2 separate regions of the Zea mays genome follow, and region 2 is linked to region 1. A link is a contact called in public Hi-C data. All regions are on one chromosome and are shown on one strand. Each heading gives the region's core, a stretch centred on a gene start, on an enhancer-like site or on the middle of the called end of the contact. The rest is flanking DNA. Distances are from core to core; before and after follow the strand shown. Region 1 has its middle 23 kb from the start of LOC109944053. Region 2 has its middle 7.9 kb from the start of LOC100273525.

Evidence for each region. A called contact is a pair of places that touch in the nucleus more often than the background predicts.
Region 2: a contact with region 1 is called in a Hi-C map of tassel, with 6 times the contacts expected there. The contact joins two enhancer-like sites. A contact is called at or near these places in 3 of 25 Hi-C or Micro-C datasets (ear, endosperm and tassel).

The regions. Positions count from the first base shown.
Region 1 is chr2:189,549,812-189,553,007 of Zm-B73-REFERENCE-NAM-5.0, reverse strand. It overlaps the pseudogene LOC103647465. Among protein-coding and RNA genes, the nearest start is that of LOC109944053, 23 kb to the right of the region's middle. Within about 2 kb of position 1,512, at least 18 of the 20 cell types and tissues checked have an H3K27ac peak or open chromatin away from gene starts, as enhancers often do. A contact at or near this core is called in ear and tassel, where this site is marked.
Region 2 is chr2:189,814,578-189,817,698 of Zm-B73-REFERENCE-NAM-5.0, reverse strand. No RefSeq gene overlaps it. Among protein-coding and RNA genes, the nearest start is that of LOC100273525, 7.9 kb to the left of the region's middle. Within about 2 kb of position 1,483, at least 12 of the 20 cell types and tissues checked have an H3K27ac peak or open chromatin away from gene starts, as enhancers often do. A contact at or near this core is called in ear and tassel, where this site is marked.

The sequences.
Region 1 (3,196 bases), core at 263-2,762:
ATATGCTATTTCCACTCCTTTTTTCCATTGTGCATAGAAATGACCATCTTAGCATGTTCTGAAAGTAGAAAAAGGGGATCGTGCAGAAAAAATAATTAAATTCCCTTGATGCTTACTATGGCAGCACTACTGGTGCGCTTGAGGCTGCATATACCCAGGCAACTGGCAAGGCCATCTCTCTCTCTGAGCAACAGCTTGTTGACTGCGGTTTTGCATTCAACAATTTCGGATGTAAGGGGGGCCTTCCATCCCAGGCCTTTGAATACATCAAATACAATGGTGGTCTTGACACCGAGGAGTCCTACCCTTACCAAGGTGTCAACGGAATCTGCCAGTTCAAGGCTGAGAATGTTGGAGTCAAGGTTTTGGACTCGGTTAACATCACCCTGGTGAGGATAAACCCATCCTAAGTTTCGACAGAGTGTTATCTACATTTAACTACTCTAAGTCAATAGTTTATACTATTTCTGTTGGTGTGGTTAGGGTGCTGAGGATGAACTGAAGGATGCTGTTGGTCTGGTTCGCCCGGTTAGTGTTGCCTTCGAGGTGATCAGTGGTTTCAGACTGTACAAGACCGGAGTCTACACTAGTGACCACTGCGGAACTACACCGATGGTCAGTTACAGTAGCTTTTGTGTCATCAGCCTACGATTCATCTATGGTCTGCCTATGTAGAGTTTCACTACGAATTGCTCCTATCTCATCAATGCTAGGATTCTTTGTTATTCTGTTGTCATGATCTGAAATTATGAATCCTTTTGCATTGCTAGGATGTGAACCACGCTGTTCTGGCTGTTGGCTATGGTGTCGAGAACGGTGTCCCCTACTGGCTCATCAAGAACTCATGGGGCGCTGACTGGGGTGATGAGGGTTACTTCAAGATGGAAATGGGCAAAAACATGTGCGGTGAGTATTCCATACATTTCATCACTACGAAAGAACGAGAAGAGATCTCGTGTTTCAGGTTATATAGCGCACTAGCACTAACACGATACTGACTTGGACTCTAAACGATGCAGGTGTTGCTACGTGTGCATCCTACCCTGTTGTTGCATGAGGCACTTCCGGATTGTCACATGGTCTGTTTGGCATCAATATTGCATGTTTGGCCTAAGCTTGGTGGATGGGTTATACAGAACGGGAACTCCGTTGTGAATAGAAACCCGTTGTGAATAGAAACCGTGAAGGGAAAGAATTACTTAGCCCCTGCGTGTACGTCTCCCCCGTATGGCTGTGTAGGTAGATTGTCGGTTCGGGATCCGAATTACTCGTACCGTCATACGTGTCTATGGCATTTTATTTGTGAAACAAAATACCCATAAATCATGAAATAATGTACCATACGCAGATTATATATTGTCATGTAATTTACTCATGTTCATGTCTCCGATAAGCGGCTATACCCTAGCTGGAGCGGCAGGCGTGGTGTTTGGATGTTCGGCCGGGCCGTAAGCTAATCCCATTCCCAGCAAGACTGCTGCACACCTAAAACCTGTCTCCACTCCACTGCGGCCTGCGGGGGTGTTCAAGTTTGCTGTCCCTGGCTCCCTGCTGCAGAGCCAGTCCCAGGCAGGCTAGCAGCTAGCTCGGGCCCACGGGCGGAGTTGATTCAATGATTCCCATTCACCCTCACGTGTATCAAATCCATATGATAAATCTTGTGCACATATACATATATGAAATCTAGATCTCTCATCTAGTAATCAATTTCTAGCATAGTTAAAAAAATCCAAATCCTTCGATTGTCTTCGTCATGTTCGTACTCCCTCTGTTTTAAAATACAATTCGTTTAACTTCTTTGTCACTTGTCTTATTCAAAAAATTTATAAGAAAATAGAAAAAATTAAGCCATATATATAAAACATATTTGATAATAAACAAAACCACAATAAATTTTTTGTTTTTTCATAATTTTTTTATAAGACGAGTAGATTGAAAAGTTCAAACGAATTATAAATTTAGACGGAGGGAATATTTAGAAAAATACTCATACATTAAACAAACCGCTTGATTGTTAGAGGGTGTTTGAATGGCTTTGAGCTAATATTTAGTTGACTAAAAATTGCTAGTAAAATTAGCTAACTAACAAATATCTAGCTAACTATTAGCTAATATATTAATAATATTAGTTATACTGTTTGGATGTATTCAACTAATTTTAGTAGCTCAATATTAGAACCTCTATATATAGGCAGAGTTGAGAATATATATATACTAGGTGGGTGCCCGTGCGTTGCAACGGTAAAAAATAGTGCAACAATAACATAAATATGGCCATGTGTTGTGTTGTTAATCAAAGTTAAGTTGCCTATAGAACTTTGGTAGAGACAATTGGTTGTAACCTTGAAGACTGGAAATTGATATGTTCTTGATCCTAACCGCGCTCCAGACTTGCTTGTCCGGTTCATCTATATAGTCAAAATTATAGACCAAACGACCAGTTGAATGGAAATTTTCTTTTCCCGGTAAACTGCATATTTGCCATAGCCTTTAACTATTCATTGGTTTAATCTCTATATATGTAAGAATAGTCATACAAAGTTTGTTTATTAAAAACCGTTGCTATAATAACAATACTTTTTTGCTGCTTTAGCATTCTTGACCATCAATCTTTCAATCCAGTGTTGTATCTTGATGTCTGAGAGCAGTAAGAATAATCTTTATTGCACCCAGTAGTCTTGATTGAAAGAAGTGTATACAACTACACTTCTCTAAATTTGTGGACATTTCTCTAAACCTAAAATACATAGTTGATATCCAACCCTTTTTTATAGTTCACTCGGTCGCTTGTCCTCTTTTAGACTGTGAGGTGGTACTATGTGGGAGCGTTTCGTTGCGTGTGGTTTCCTATCGTGTTGGGGGTTAGGTGGTTTCCCACGATCCATAGATAAGGGTCCAATGGTAGGCGAGAAGTAGCGGAGATGAACAAACCTATACGCTTCGCGCACGATACACATGTTTGGACCGTGGGTTAGATTAGAAAGAAGTATAATGACTTTTTTTGCAAAAGGGACAACGGTGGAAACAAAAAAACAGATGCTTTATAGGGGTAGAAAAGTGTAGAGAGATAGTGAGCCTTCAAAGATTTTTTTATCAAAGAATTATATGCCATATCGTATCTAGTAGTAATGTGTGTCGATCTTGCTTGGATGCACTTATATACACGGTAGGAGACATGTTTGGAATGCAGAAATTT
Region 2 (3,121 bases), core at 234-2,733, 260 kb before region 1:
TCCAAATTAGGCCACTTGCTGAGCTCTTTGCTGAAAGTTGCGTTTCCTTCGATATCTGAAGAACCTTGTTCACTTCTATGTATTTTGACTCCCTCGTGTTAGGGTGGTGGCAACGTGGCCGAGATGCAGCGGAATAACTTATTTTACATCTACTTAGGAGGTGTTTGGTTATAAGGACTAAAGATTAGTCTTTAGTTTTTAGTCTCTTTTTTGCCAAACACTAGGACTAAAATGATTTAGTCTTTAGTCTTTCACATATGTGCTAAAAGGGACTAAATCATATTAATTTCACATTTACCACTCATTTAGTTCAATTGTACTAATAGCAGAAGAATGTTAAAGGCTATTTTAGTCTTCTTATAAGTCATTTATTATTTCTTACTATTTTTAGCCCCTAAAACCAAATATATTAGGGACTAAACTTTAGTCCCTAGACTAAAGGAACCAAACATGACCTTATTCAGCCTACATCTAAAATATGCGGGTAACTAAACAGGTGCTCGTATAAAGTCAAGGCATACTATGGTTTAGGATTAGACGATGCGGATAACCACGTTCCTGTTCCTGCCGCCTGTCTGCTGCATGCCTCTGCCGTTCCGCGCGTCGTCGACCGGTGGCCTGCTTGTATCACTCTAGCGACTGGCGGCTGATCCGCGCGCCGCTGTGCATTTCACTCACGGTATGTCGTCGCAGGCAGCTGACCGTACCTGAGAGACCGCCAGATCATCCAAACTTCCGTCCCAAATCGGTGGTGTACGAGCTATTCACGCGAAGCCACGATGACGAGTTCAGGGAACCATGCATTATATGCCTTGCATGCATGCATCGATCTAAACTGAACACTGCACGACACGGCCATTCGCACCGGCCGGTGCACTGCACCGCCGCCCAGGGGCCGGCGTGGCGTTTGGGGGGAACGAATGAGGCTCGACCCAATCCTGACCTGCTGGCACGTACGCTGTCTTCTTCCCGACATGATCGACCGAGCGAGGCTCACAGAAATGAGCGCTGCCGCTCCGGCGCTGTCCTTGTCGCGTCGCGGCCATGCATCCTGTCCAGATCGTGCTCCCTTCGCATACAGATCAGCCGTCCCTCTCGCCGCTCCTTGTGCAGTTGTGCGGTGTGCTGTGTACTTGCATTGCATCGGATTCGGATCCTTTTTTCTACACTCCCATGCATGCAGCGCGCGCGGCGCCACGTCAAGCTAGACGACATGAATGAGCGACCTCGAAACGAAAAGCAAATACTAATAGCAGAAGGTGCATTACATACAATATAAAATAGTTCTGCTAACTGGCGGACAGCACTGCAAAAAAAATCATGCAATGCCCTTTTGTATTGTTCTGGGTCGCTATTAAAAGACTTGTGCGTCTGCGAGCGGACACGAGCTGCGCTCCGCCCATGCCGGTGCTCGTGCTAATCAGATCGATCGACTGGACCGACGCGCCGATCCTGGGGGCACGCCATGCACATGCATGGCCATGCATGGCATTGGCATCTTCGATCAGTCTCCCAGTGTCGCGCGTTTCCGTGGCATGCCGCACTGTACAGACCCGAGATTCCTTCCATCTCCAATGGCTGATGAGGCTATCCACAACAGCATCTCTATTTAAAAATCGTTTAGGATCACATTGCTCCAGCTACTTGATCCTCGTCACCTTCCTCGAAACTGAGCTGCTGGAAATATTGTACAGTACATGCTGATCGGTTATGCTGTGTACATATGTATACGTCGTACGTATCACTGGACTACTGACAAGTATTTATAAATACTCCCCCATTTAGCTCTTGATTTTTATGTCTATATTTAGATGGATAAAGATGAACTTATATATGTATATATATATATATATAAATATAACACATACATCAAATATTATATAAACCTAATAGTTAACTAAAATGAATTTTACAGTGTGTTTTGTTTGGTTTGATGGTTTGGCTCATCCATCGTGGCCTGGCTCCGGATGGAGTGGTCTTGCACTTTCTTGCGGAGTGAGCTGATCACACGTGTTAGTATATTATTAGAATAACGCAGTGACGGATGACATCGTTCCGCGATTCAAACCAAATGATAATATAGCCTTGGACGTAGGTCCAGATGACTCCGGAAGCAATCCAACCTGCAAACCAAACACGCTGTTAATGCTTGATGCTCCAGCGCGAGGGGGCCAATGAGCCATGGCCCTCTGCAGAAATGGTCGTTCATGCCTGCAGAGTTGATTAGGTTCGGATGTTCTGTTGATCGAGTGTGCGAAGAAAACAAATGCTTCAAGTAGTAGTAGTAGATGCTACACAAACCCATCCAAAGATGCAGGCTAGGCACACACATGCCAGTCGAAAAAGAATGCGAGAAGATGACGAAGTCAATTAAAGAGTTTTGGTCGGTGGAGCCAGACCTAGTTCGATGTCTTGACCAATTAGCTGTGGTTTTGGTAGAGAGCATCAACGCATGCCAAGGCAGGCTCGCGAAAGAAATAACTATGTTTTCTTAACGCGTACGTGTGATGTCGCTATAGCGTTACAGAGGTTTATAGGCAAATTCATATCCCGTGCGCACAGCTATCTGGTGCTCCCATGCGCATGAGTCATCCACACCACACAACCAACATCCAACGGTGCCTGCACTTTTCACAAAGAAGCCACCCACGCTCCCACGCAACCCCCTATTTCACTTTACGAGGAAGCCCCCGACCTTCTTCTTCCTCAATCCCCAAACAACACAAACATCAGACTCCTCACACACACAGCAGGGGCGTCGCCGAGAACGCGGCGGCCACCACCGACTCGTCGCCGTCAGCCTTCACCCTCGAAATTGTCTCCTACAGGCTAAAGTGTCACCCTCGTTGTGGATCAGTGACGTGGCGGCTATGAAATGGAGGAGCCGCCACCATTATGCCCTAGCGGTGGCTTAATGGCACTTCTCACCGCCATGGATGCGCGGAGGATCGCCGACCCTAGTGACGATGCTGTAGGAAACGGGTGACGCCTAAGAGGGGGGGGGGTGAATTAGGACTTAACTTTTACTAAACTAGGCCACAATTAAATCCCTAGAGCAAAACCTATGCAAATAATCAAAACTAGAATGTGCAAACTCGGTTTTGTCTAAGTGTTGCTATCT